2 separate regions of the Mus musculus genome follow, and region 2 is linked to region 1. The links are chromatin contacts, called in public HiChIP or PLAC-seq maps. All regions are on one chromosome and are shown on one strand. The core of a region is the stretch at or near the end of the contact, and the rest is flanking DNA. Distances in the headings are between cores, read along the strand shown. Region 1 has its middle 35 kb from the start of 4930402K13Rik. Region 2 holds the start of Xk (X-linked Kx blood group).

The links. HiChIP or PLAC-seq counts read pairs in DNA pulled down with a chosen protein or histone mark.
Region 2: a contact with region 1 is called in a BATF HiChIP or PLAC-seq map of CD8 T cells, with 6 read pairs. The contact joins the promoter of Xk here to the enhancer-like site in region 1. A contact is called at or near these places in 1 of 39 promoter capture datasets (the HPC-7 cell line), 3 of 484 Hi-C or Micro-C datasets (the HL-1 cell line, cortical neurons and embryonic fibroblasts) and 1 of 115 datasets of contacts at active chromatin or transcription factors (CD8 T cells).

Annotation. Positions count from the first base shown.
Region 1 is chrX:9,136,861-9,142,149 of GRCm38.p6, reverse strand. No RefSeq gene overlaps it. Among named protein-coding and RNA genes, the nearest start is that of 4930402K13Rik, 35 kb to the right of the region's middle. Within about 2 kb of position 2,434, at least 17 of the 459 cell types and tissues checked have an H3K27ac peak or open chromatin away from gene starts, as enhancers often do. A contact at or near this core is called in CD8 T cells and the HL-1 cell line, where this site is marked.
Region 2 is chrX:9,270,334-9,275,622 of GRCm38.p6, reverse strand. Xk (X-linked Kx blood group) reads right to left here and starts at 2,839. Exons shown (of 3, transcript NM_023500.2): 1 at 2,389-2,839. The coding sequence starts at 2,633.

The sequences.
Region 1 (5,289 bases), core at 1,185-3,684:
GGTGGGTAGGGGAGCAGGGCGTGGGGGAGGGTATAGGGGACTTTCGGGATAGCATTTGAAATGTAAATGAAGAAAATAGCTAATAAAAATAGTTTGTTTGTTTGTTTTTTAAAAAGAAGTAGTGAACTGCAGCTGGACATGGCATGACCTTGCAGTCAACGTGGTAGTTCTGTAGCACTTGAGCCAGGTAGAAAGACCACAGGTAGTGGTATAAACACTAATGGATAGGCAGCCCTGGCTCTGAAGAAACGGGGTGGGCAGCGTCAGCGTGGGGGACAATGAGGCCCTCATGGAAAACCCATGGTGGGCAACAGAGCGACCCACTAGCTTGAGCTCCTGGCTGAACTTGAAGCAGAAGCAACCAACAATGTTGGAGGGATCAATGTCACAAAGAAATATGATTTTTTTTTCTGGAATGTTTTCCTAGAGCCAAACAATGTTTACTAATTAAACTTAGTAACCATGTTTCTCTAGCCAATGCTAATAAGGATTAGTTCTTAGCCTGGTTTCTTTCCTTTTCTTTTTTCTTTTCTTTTCTTTTCTTTTCTTTTCTTTTCTTTTCTTTTCTTTTCTTTTCCTTTCCTTTCCTTTCCTTTCCTTTCCTTTCCTTTCCTTTCCTTTCCTTTCTTTTCTTTTCTTTTCTCTTCTTTTCTTTCTTTTCTTTCCTTTCCTTTCCTTTCCTTTCCTTTCCTTTCCTTTCCTTTTCTTTCCTATCATAGACGTTCTTGTTGAGTACAAGCCAATTGTTTTGTAGACTGTCTCTTGCATGGTTGTATTATATTTTACTGTGATTAGATTTGAATTATGTACTCTTCTGACATAATTATGATATAAATGCTTTTGTGTCTGTCTCAAACATCACATTAGGTGGCACACCATGCTGGTTTGTCTAGAAGTTGCAATGATAGTTTTAACATTTGTTTAAGTAGAGTCTTCCAGGTGTTTTTGTAGGATAATTTTAGCAGAACATGAAAAGCAAAGAAGTCTACATGGAAGGCGATTGCTCCAACTACTGTAGACCTGATCTATTTACCTAGACCTTGGGCATAAACTGTGGTTTAAGTTCTTATAGAATGCAATGTAGTTTAAACCTCAGCTTTTGAAGTTCCTTTAGGCCTCTGTTTCTCTCCAGATATTATAGTATGCAATATTTATATGATATAAATATTTGAAGGATCCCAATTGTCTTTTTTAGTAAGTAATTATTATGTAGCTATTCTTTTCCCTACAAGGACTCACAGAATATTACCTCAAAATCTAAATCACATGAGTCAGATGCCATCAGAACCAGAGAGAATTATTGATAAGTTTCAAGGACAGTTGTTTACCAAATTCAAATGTGTTTGCTCATATGACAGGCAATAATAGTGACTGCCAGGAATTTATTTCCAAAGGCTTTGTCTACGGTTCCACTGTCTTGCCCTTTCTTATGCTGAGGTAACTAAGTAGATGAGGTCTAAACTTGAAAGACAAAGTTGTACTGGGCAGGCAGACTTGTAATGCCACCTCATAGGAAGGTTGAGGTGGAAGGATCACAAGTTCCAGTCCTGCCTGAACTACAGAAGGAGTTCAAAGCCAGTCTGAGCAACTCAGTGAAACATTTTCTTAAAACAAAAAGAGGTATAGGGATATAGTTCAGTATTAGATTCCTTGGCGCCAGTCTTGAGTTTAATCTCCAGTACTACAACTAAGTGAAACACAGGGCTATAGCTATCTGCCTCAGGGGAGTCAGCCTACTCCAGTGAAGTTCTTACTTGCTCTGTGTGTGCCCCTACCCGCTGATCTTTCTCCAACCAATCAAGAATACAGGTTTGTTTGTTTGTTTGAAGTTTCTTTGGGTTGGTGGGAATATTCATTTTATACTAGAATAGAAAAAGAAAGGTCAAGTCACAAAACACATACAAAGCCTTAGGAATAGGAACTTAGGAAAAGGAACAAATAGGAAATTCCAACCGCCTTGGGAGCTGGTCCAAACCTAGGAATAATAGGGTGAAATTATAGGAAGCAGTCTGTTTACAAACATTTCCAGATCTGCTTTTCAAACTTCAAAGGGATTTAGTGAGGAATTCCTGTTGGGTATAGAGTGCCTCACACAGTTTAGAGTGTCATGATTGGAAAGGGCTTTTATTAGTGAAGAACTCGCTAGCTGCCTTAGGTTCTCAATTAGAAATTAGAGTGTCCTTAGAGAATTCAGTCTTCTGGTTGAGTCAATAGAAGTTAGCTTCAAAGCAAGTGACAATAACATACTTGAACTGGCGATGATCAAGCTCATGTGTGTGGAATCGGAGCTCACAGATGAAATAAATCCTTGGGCCTCATAGGGCTTTGAGCTAGAAAGGGATTCTTTATCAAAAACTTGCCTAGACTGAGTCATTTCTATTACTTTCTGTCATTTCACCCTACACATTGACTTCCTGTCTGTTTTCTCTCTGACTCAGCCGCTCTTCTCATTTCCTGAGAAAAATGAGTCTGCTAGACCTGGGGGTGATGTGTGAGTGTGAGTTATCCTAAAAATAGATCCCAAGAAAAGGATTTGGATATAAGTAGCTTATTTGTTGTTGTTTTTTTCAATTTTCTGTTGATTCACTTTACAACGTACTCACTGCCCCACCCCATTACCCCTGCCTACAATCCTCCTCTCCCTCCCCCCTCCCCTTTTCCTCTGAGAGGGTGCCACCCCCACCCTGGCACACAAGGGCAGACAAGGCAGCCTAAAGTGCTTATTTGATTGAGTGTTTATGTGTGTGTGGGGGGGGGGGCAGGTCCTAACCAATTACCATAGAATAAGTGGCTTACATAACAAATTCATTCCTCACATTTCTGAAAGGTGGAAGTCAGAGATCAGGGTGCCATTGTGCTTGGTTTTCAGACAGAATGTTTCCTGGTTTGGTGATGAAAGTACACTTGCTTTATCTTTGTATAACAGAAAATAAAGTGAAAGGCATTAAGCTCTTTCCTGTCTCACAGAGACACTCATGACCTAATCAGTACCCAAAGCTCCGTCTCCAAATGTCATCATACTGACATTTCTTGGCTTAACACCTAAGTTGCTCTAGCATTCTTCCATAGCCAGAAAATGTTATAAGTCAGAGGTAGACCCTTCAAGTAAGAGATCTATGGTAATATAGGTACAAGTCATTGTCTGCTGAAGTTTCAGTTTATATCCTGAGTAATCAAAGTTTCTCTGGATGGAGCGTTGACCATTAGACCTGACATTATAATTGGTGCTATAAGTAGATATATAGGGAAAGTGGGGTGTCCAGGAGGGAAGCAAAAGTCATCAACTCCAACACTGCAACAAGAGCTGTGTACAAAGCACTTTCCAAAGACAGGCATTGGCGCAAAACTGGTACCTTAAAATCTGACTGTCAGTGAGGAAAATTCTTAACAGGATGATTAATTTAAATGTTGTTTAGTAAGGTGAAAAGAATTCTAGATGCTTCTTTACTCACAAAGCATGCCTCAAGGATACATACTCTCATAATGGCTTTCTTATGTTCTGGATCTTTGCCTGGATCTGTTAAGTCTTACCATTGCCTCTTACATCAACCCTCTCCCAAGTCACTCCAGCTGCTGTCCCTTCAACCTCAGTCCCCTTTACCAGTTTGAAAATAGAGTAGCCTACAACCCCCAACAGTAGTTAGTGTGACCTCTGAGAGGGCAGAATAAGAACCAATAGTGAGATAGATTTCCTGATAGGCACACAGATGAGGAGAGAGAGCATAAGTAGATAACAAAGATGATGAACTGCCAAGATCACGGGCATTGCATTCACCCTCCTCACCAGAGACAAAAGCCTGGAAACTTAATATGAAACCTTTGACAGGCTTTTCCCCCCACCAGTAGGGACCGCCAGCTATGGACCTTTCTCACAAGTTCAAGGCCAGAACAGTATGTGTAATCCCAAACTCATGGACCTATCTGTCTTGTTCAAACTGTCTTTGTTCAAACTAACAATGCCTGAATTGGAAGAGAAAGACACCCTTAAAGATATGTAAATCCACAACCCTGAAGGAGAGACCAACCAGGTTTTCAGTTCTTGAGACCCTTCTCTACTTTGTGGAGGGTATTTCTCTCTGTGTGCCTACTTTGTATCTATGTTTCCTCACCCTTAATAAGAGTCTTTCTTCACCTGCTGAAAAAAACTGAGTAAAGTATACACGACCCCCAAATCTGTCATTCTGCTGAGCCTCTTATGGTAATGAATTTGATTATTTTGTTTAAAAATGAAATAACTACCCAGGGATCCATCCCATAATCAGCCTCCAAATGCTGACACCATTGCATACTCTAGCAAGATTTTGCTGAAAGGACCCTGATATAGCTGTCTCTTGTGAGGCTATGCTTGGGCCTAGCAAACACAGAAGTGGATGCTCACAGTCAGCTATTGGATGGATCACAGGGCCCCCACTGGAGGAGCTAGAGAAAGTACCCAAAGAGCTAAAGGGATCTGCAACCCTATAGCTGGAACAACAATATGAACTAACCAGTATTCCCCAGAGCTCGTGTCTCTAGCTGCATATGTGGCAGAAGATGGCCTAGTTGGCCATCATTGGGAAGAGAGGCCCATTGGTCTTGCAAACTTTATATGCCCCAGTACAGGGGAATGCCAGGGCCAAGAAGTGGGAGTGGGTGGGTAGGAGAGCAGGGTGGGGGAAGGGTATAGGGAACTTTTGGGATAGCATTGGAAATGTAAATGAAGAAAATACCTAATTAAAAAAACAAAACAAAAAAGAAAATAAAAACAAAAAAAAAATGAAATAACTACAAACTAATAGTAGGAGCGCTCTAGGTAGCCTTTGGGGGAAAAAGGGATTTGAGAAAAAAGCAATCACTAAAGGACTTGTTGCATTATGTGTAATAATTTTTCATAATCATACTATGATTAAAGGGATAAATAAATGATTCCTTTCTATTTCCCCTGTGCCACAAACTAAATAAGACACAAAGCAGAAGAATAAAACCTATATGAATACAATCTCAGTTTTACCACTCTAACAATGAACTGTAGAATCAAAGTGGACCCAATTATCCTGTGTGCTTTAAAACTTCCCTCCCTAGGCATACACCCAATGATACCACCCCTGACTTCCCAGGGGAATGTCATTCTCTGTTAAGCTGCGCACGAGAGCACACACATGTGTGTGTGTGTGTGTGTCTGTCTGTGTGTGTGTGTGTGTGTGTGTGTGCATGCGTGCGAGAGAGAGAGAGAGAGAGAGAGAGAGAGAGAGAGAGAGAGAGAGAGAGAGAGAGAGCTGTAAACTAGATCTTTGGATCTTTCAGAGGAAG
Region 2 (5,289 bases), core at 1,590-4,089, 130 kb before region 1:
ACGGTTGTGTGCCACTTAATTTGGTTCATCATCATATTGCATGAACTCAAAAACAGCATCTCCCTAAAAGTGGTAGTTTGGCAAACTTGAATAGAAGTAAACTGTCCCCACCCCCACCCCAAACAACCGTAAAACATTACGAAAAGCCACTGCTAAGGGATAGAAGTGAGAAGCAATGTGAACCTCTCATTCTGGGGGATAATTTGATCTTTCTGAAAAGCTGATGATTTAGGAGTTCAAATTAGAACCAGCAGTGGGGAGAAATCCCATTAAGGTTCTTTTTGAGTCCTCTTAACCAAAAAGACCACTTTGTTTTCCCTTTCATTTGGAAGCTAAGGATCTTGGAACTGCATTTTGTATGTGTTAAGTTCAAAGACTTAACGAAGTCCAGTACCTTCTTGATATGAATCAACTATATTAGAATGGGAGACTTCTTTCCTTAACGAAGTTTTTCTAAGAAAACTACTGTGGTAGCTGAAGGATACCAGATTATAATAAAGGAGAAAATTGTATACATTGATGTGTAGGAGAAAAGGCGACACTCAACCGTGTGCCACTCGGTAATACTGTCCTTAACATCAGTTGCTCTGCTGTTTTTTACAGGCAATACTCTATTAACTTTGGCTTGAGTGACTCTTAAAGTTATGAGACACATCTAAATGACAGTGGTGATAGAGGATTCTTACTTTAGGTTGTTTAATGTTGCCCACAAATGACTGAGCATTTAAAACTATAAAGATGGAGCTGCTGATAAAATGCACTACTGCACACTCCCCTTTCTTTGACTGCACACAGAGAACATGATGGACCTAATTGCATTTTGAAAGAAAGTCTGGGGAACAGGTTCCACATCCTCATTTGCCCTGTGTACAAAATGGGGGCAGGAACTGAGGAAGCCTGGATCAACGAGGGAGCGCTGGCTTAGTATGCCTAAGGCCCTAGACCCAACCTCCGCCACCAAAATAATAAACTTACAAATAAAGATACCTACTTCCTGGCAAGGAGTCAATCGGCTAAGGCATGTAGGTATGAACCAAACCACTTAGCACAAGGAACTTTTGAGAATTCTCAGTTGCCCCACCCAAATTTGAGTTCCCTCCCCACAGATGGCATTAAATGATGACGGCCTTGTCAAATCTCACTTACTGAACAGGACCACTAGCAGGACCATGGGGCTCCGTTAAGGACGAGGATTCTCTACCAGCTAATTAAGAGCAGGGCTTTAAGGGTTAAGTAGCCCTCAGCCATTTTTTCTGATTCGCCCCTGACTGTCAGGTCCTCCACAGCAAGTTCTTCTCACTCCTTTCTAGGATTTCCTGGCTCTTCAAGAATGGGAAACCTGGTTTATGAAGTTTGCCACAACTGTCGAACTGCAAGTCGGTACAGTAAGCTAGAAAGGTTGTGTTTAAAATGGCATGTGAGGTTTGAATATTGTGAATTTTTTTTAATTTGTACATAAACTTTTGCTTTTCCTATGGTAAGATAAAAGATATGAAAACAATACATTTAAATTCCCTTCACGTTCTGAGATTAAGGTCAAGTCCGTTTCATCAGTGTGCATTTCTTCTTGATTTGTGTTTATGAAGATTAATTTCTGGGGCTAAGTTGTAGCTTGCTAGTGGAGCATTTACCTACTCTGTACCAGGACCTGGTTTCCATCCACAGCACCACAAACGGCGGTAACCACAAAAATAATGTCTTTTCCAGAAATGGCATTAGCGGTTTCTCTTAACACAAAGCATGTTCCTGTCCTCAAGGCACCTTGTGTACCACATTTCATGACTATGTTTACAATTGGGCACACTCAGAAGACATCTCTGGTATGTGTGTCTGCACTCTAGACAACTCCCATCACACCAAGGGAAAAGTAGAGTACATGGACTTGTAGCCTTGAGTAGATGAACTAAGTCAATTTTCACAAAGCTCGTAGAATAGTGCCTGATAAACAGTTAAGTGCCACACACTTGATAAACTAAATTAAATGACCCACAAGGGCTCTGACTTGAACAGCACACGCCCTTAGAGTAACTTCCAAACGTTTGTACCAGGACCTCCCAAGCCAGTCCTACAGAGAAAGCCACATATTTTCAGGGGACCAAATAAAGACAAAAACTGCTACTCTCTTGGGCCAAACCGAAGTGAAGAGTGACAACTGTCTACGATGGCTCCCGAAATCCGGGCCATCTCGGTTTTAGCGACTGACTGGCTAGGATCCAGTCTCATTCCCAAGATTGGAATGACTTGGGAAGGCAGGGCGGGTCAGCCCTGGTTCAAGCCACCTGTCTGTCCCTTTTCAGGCAAGGTCCCCTCCTCCTTCAGCTGGGGCAGCAGTGGTGGGGACAGCCAGGGGACCGGGGCCTAACGGTCGGTTGTGGGTTCGACACGTACCTGTACAGGGGCCCGAGCTGGAGCAGGTGCATGAGCAGCGCCAGTGGGCGATCGCGGCTGAGGTCGCGGTGGACGAAGAGGAGCGTGAACTGCACCAGGGCGCAGGGCATCAAGGAGAAGAGCAGCGTCAGCACCTGCCACATGCGGTCCCCTGCGGAGCGGTAGGTGCTGCTCAAGTAGAGCGCCGCCGCCGTCTCGGCCACGAACAGGAACACGGACGCTATCACCGAGGCCGGGAATTTCATCTCCGTGCCTCAGGGACTCGCACCGCGGCCGGCGGCGGCGGCGGTGGCAGCGACGGCGGTAGCGGTGGCGGTAGCGGCGACGGTGGCGGTTTCCCGAACGACTCCCAGCATGCTCAGCCCCGAGCGGCTCGCGCGCAGCTCAGCCCGCTGAGGGCTCGCGGGCCCCGGCGCGCGCTGCCACCCGGCCTGGGGGCAACCGAAACAGCGGGGGTGGGGCAGGTAGCGTGGCCCCGCTGGGACACGCCCACGCGCCCCGTGCGCAGCCGCCGGCGCGCGCCACACTGCTCGCTGGCCGCTCGTCACAGACTGTTCCGGGCGGGCCGCGAACCCGTAGCCCCTGACAGCCCGGGCCACGGCCGTCCCGCCCCCGCGCTGGGGGCAAAGTCCCCCCCCCCCCCCCCCAGGAAGCCATCAACCGATCTGGCCCGCCTGCAGCCGCTGGGTCCTAGAGTCCGTTTGTTCTGGGCAGTGCTGGGAGCCCTGTGGCAGTCAATTCAATAAACAACAAGCAGAAGAGACCAGACTTGGGGGCTGGGAGAGTCTGAGCTCCGGATCCACTGTCTGTTTACTGGGCGGAAGAAAAGCCTGATGAAAAGTTCAGCTTGCCCTGCCATTCCAAAATAGCCAGAGCCACTGAGATGCTTTTCAAAGAGCAAATGTATCGTCGTGCATTCACCGTACTGGGAACTATGGTTAACTTTTCACTGAAACTCTTGAAAGCCTCCTTTGTCTTTCTAGTACAGACCGAGAAGGAGCATCAAAGGAGTTGTGGGAGCCAAAGTTTTCTCTCCCAGATAAAACTGCTTATAGAATGTATTGCTGTGTTATTGTGACTAGCTCCAGACAGGTCAAAGACCAGAGCCTAATAAGGAAACAGTTTTCTAGCCCAATGCATACCTCTTTTAGTGTGCCAACCCTACGACTAGCACAGTTTTTTTCACTCACTGTTTACTTAAAAGGTATGAATACAATAAATTCTGAACATACTCTTCCCCTATCCTGCTCCTCCCAGAGCCTTCTCACCTTCCTACCCACCGAACTTCATGCTCTGTCTCAAAAAACAAACAAACAAAACCTAAAAAGGCAAATGTTAAGACCAAAAAAAAAAAAAAGTCAAAGCCAACAAAATGAAACAAAAAATGCAGACAAAAACAGAGTCCGTTTTGAGTTGGCCCACTACTCCTGACTGATAAACTCACTGACACTCAATTGTAATAATAATAATAATAACAAACAGAATTCCCCCTTCTGAGCATGCCTCAATCACAAATGCCTTCTTCATTAGGAGTTAGACTTTGTGTCCACTTCCCCATCTCACTGCTGGGATTTTGTGTGATTTTAACCCATGCGTGTCCTGTGTATATTCACTAAACATTTGACAACCCTTTGGACATCAAGACGAACTCACCCCGAGCCCTCCTCCAACACACACACCCCTCACACTTTCTAAAGTCATTTTCCATGAAGAAATTAGGTGATTTTAGTTTTCAGGCATCTTGGGCGTTTTTGTACTTTGGAAAGAGATACAAATCTAATGTTAAGAGTCCTAAGATATCAAGACAAGAGGAATCCTAGTGGAGAGGACGAGTTGGGCTGCTTCACTTGGTTGGTGGAGTAGCATCCATCGGGAGATCTATTTATAAGGGCTGAGAAGGGAATTCAGCCAAGGCCTGAGAAGTACCAGGCCCTTGCTCCAAAAGGATTATGGAGGCTTATTTATAGAGCTCAGCAGGCCACCATGTCCTGGATCTAGATACACACACAGTCACAAACAGAACAGACAGCAGCACTCTGTGGAGTATTTGTGTAATATTTTATTTGACACCACAGTTAGCTTTAAAGGAAAATTAACAGTGAAGCTAAGAATTATTAATTGGAACACAGAAATATTTAGCATCTGTCTTTAAGGCAAAGGATTATCACAGGTTTTACATTATTAAGTGGACCATGTGGAGCAGGAGGGCAATAAGCCAGAGACATCACTTGCAACACAATAAAGTCCAGTTTATGGCAGATTATTTTCTACAGTACAAAACTACTACAGAAAACACACTGGGAAAATCACAGGGTTTGGGGATATTGTAAAAGCAGGAGAGAAAGAATAAGGTGCATCACTAAGTTTCTGAGTCTGCTTTGCTTCTGAAGAGATTTCATTACACCAAGCAGTGGACTGTTAGCAAGCCCCTCTGCGAAGCTGAGGCAGATTCAACTGACAGTGGTCCTTCCAGCCCTTGGAACAACAGATAGCAGAAGCAAAACTCTGATGAGCGTTTCTAAGTTACTGGTCGTGGTCTGCACATTAACCTCTCACAAAGACTGTGTCTTTCTGAATTGTCACTTGCTGTTTTATCCTTGAGAACAACATATACAATCATAGCTTAGTTTCCCTGCCCAACGCTTAAGTGGATTTTCATTTTTTTAAAAAAGTCATATATTGCAATATACTTTCTCATTAGGACCAAAACACCCAGTATTTTTTTCAAAAAATATGCATATATAGTAATAGACTGATAGGAAGTGATGTTTGGGTATAATCATATGTAATATGCCAGAATACTTGAGAATTTGATTTTATTATAAAGTACCATAGTAGGACATGTTGTATAATATAGTAAAATGCTTAGCAAAATATTCTGCACTAAGTTTAGAAGTAACT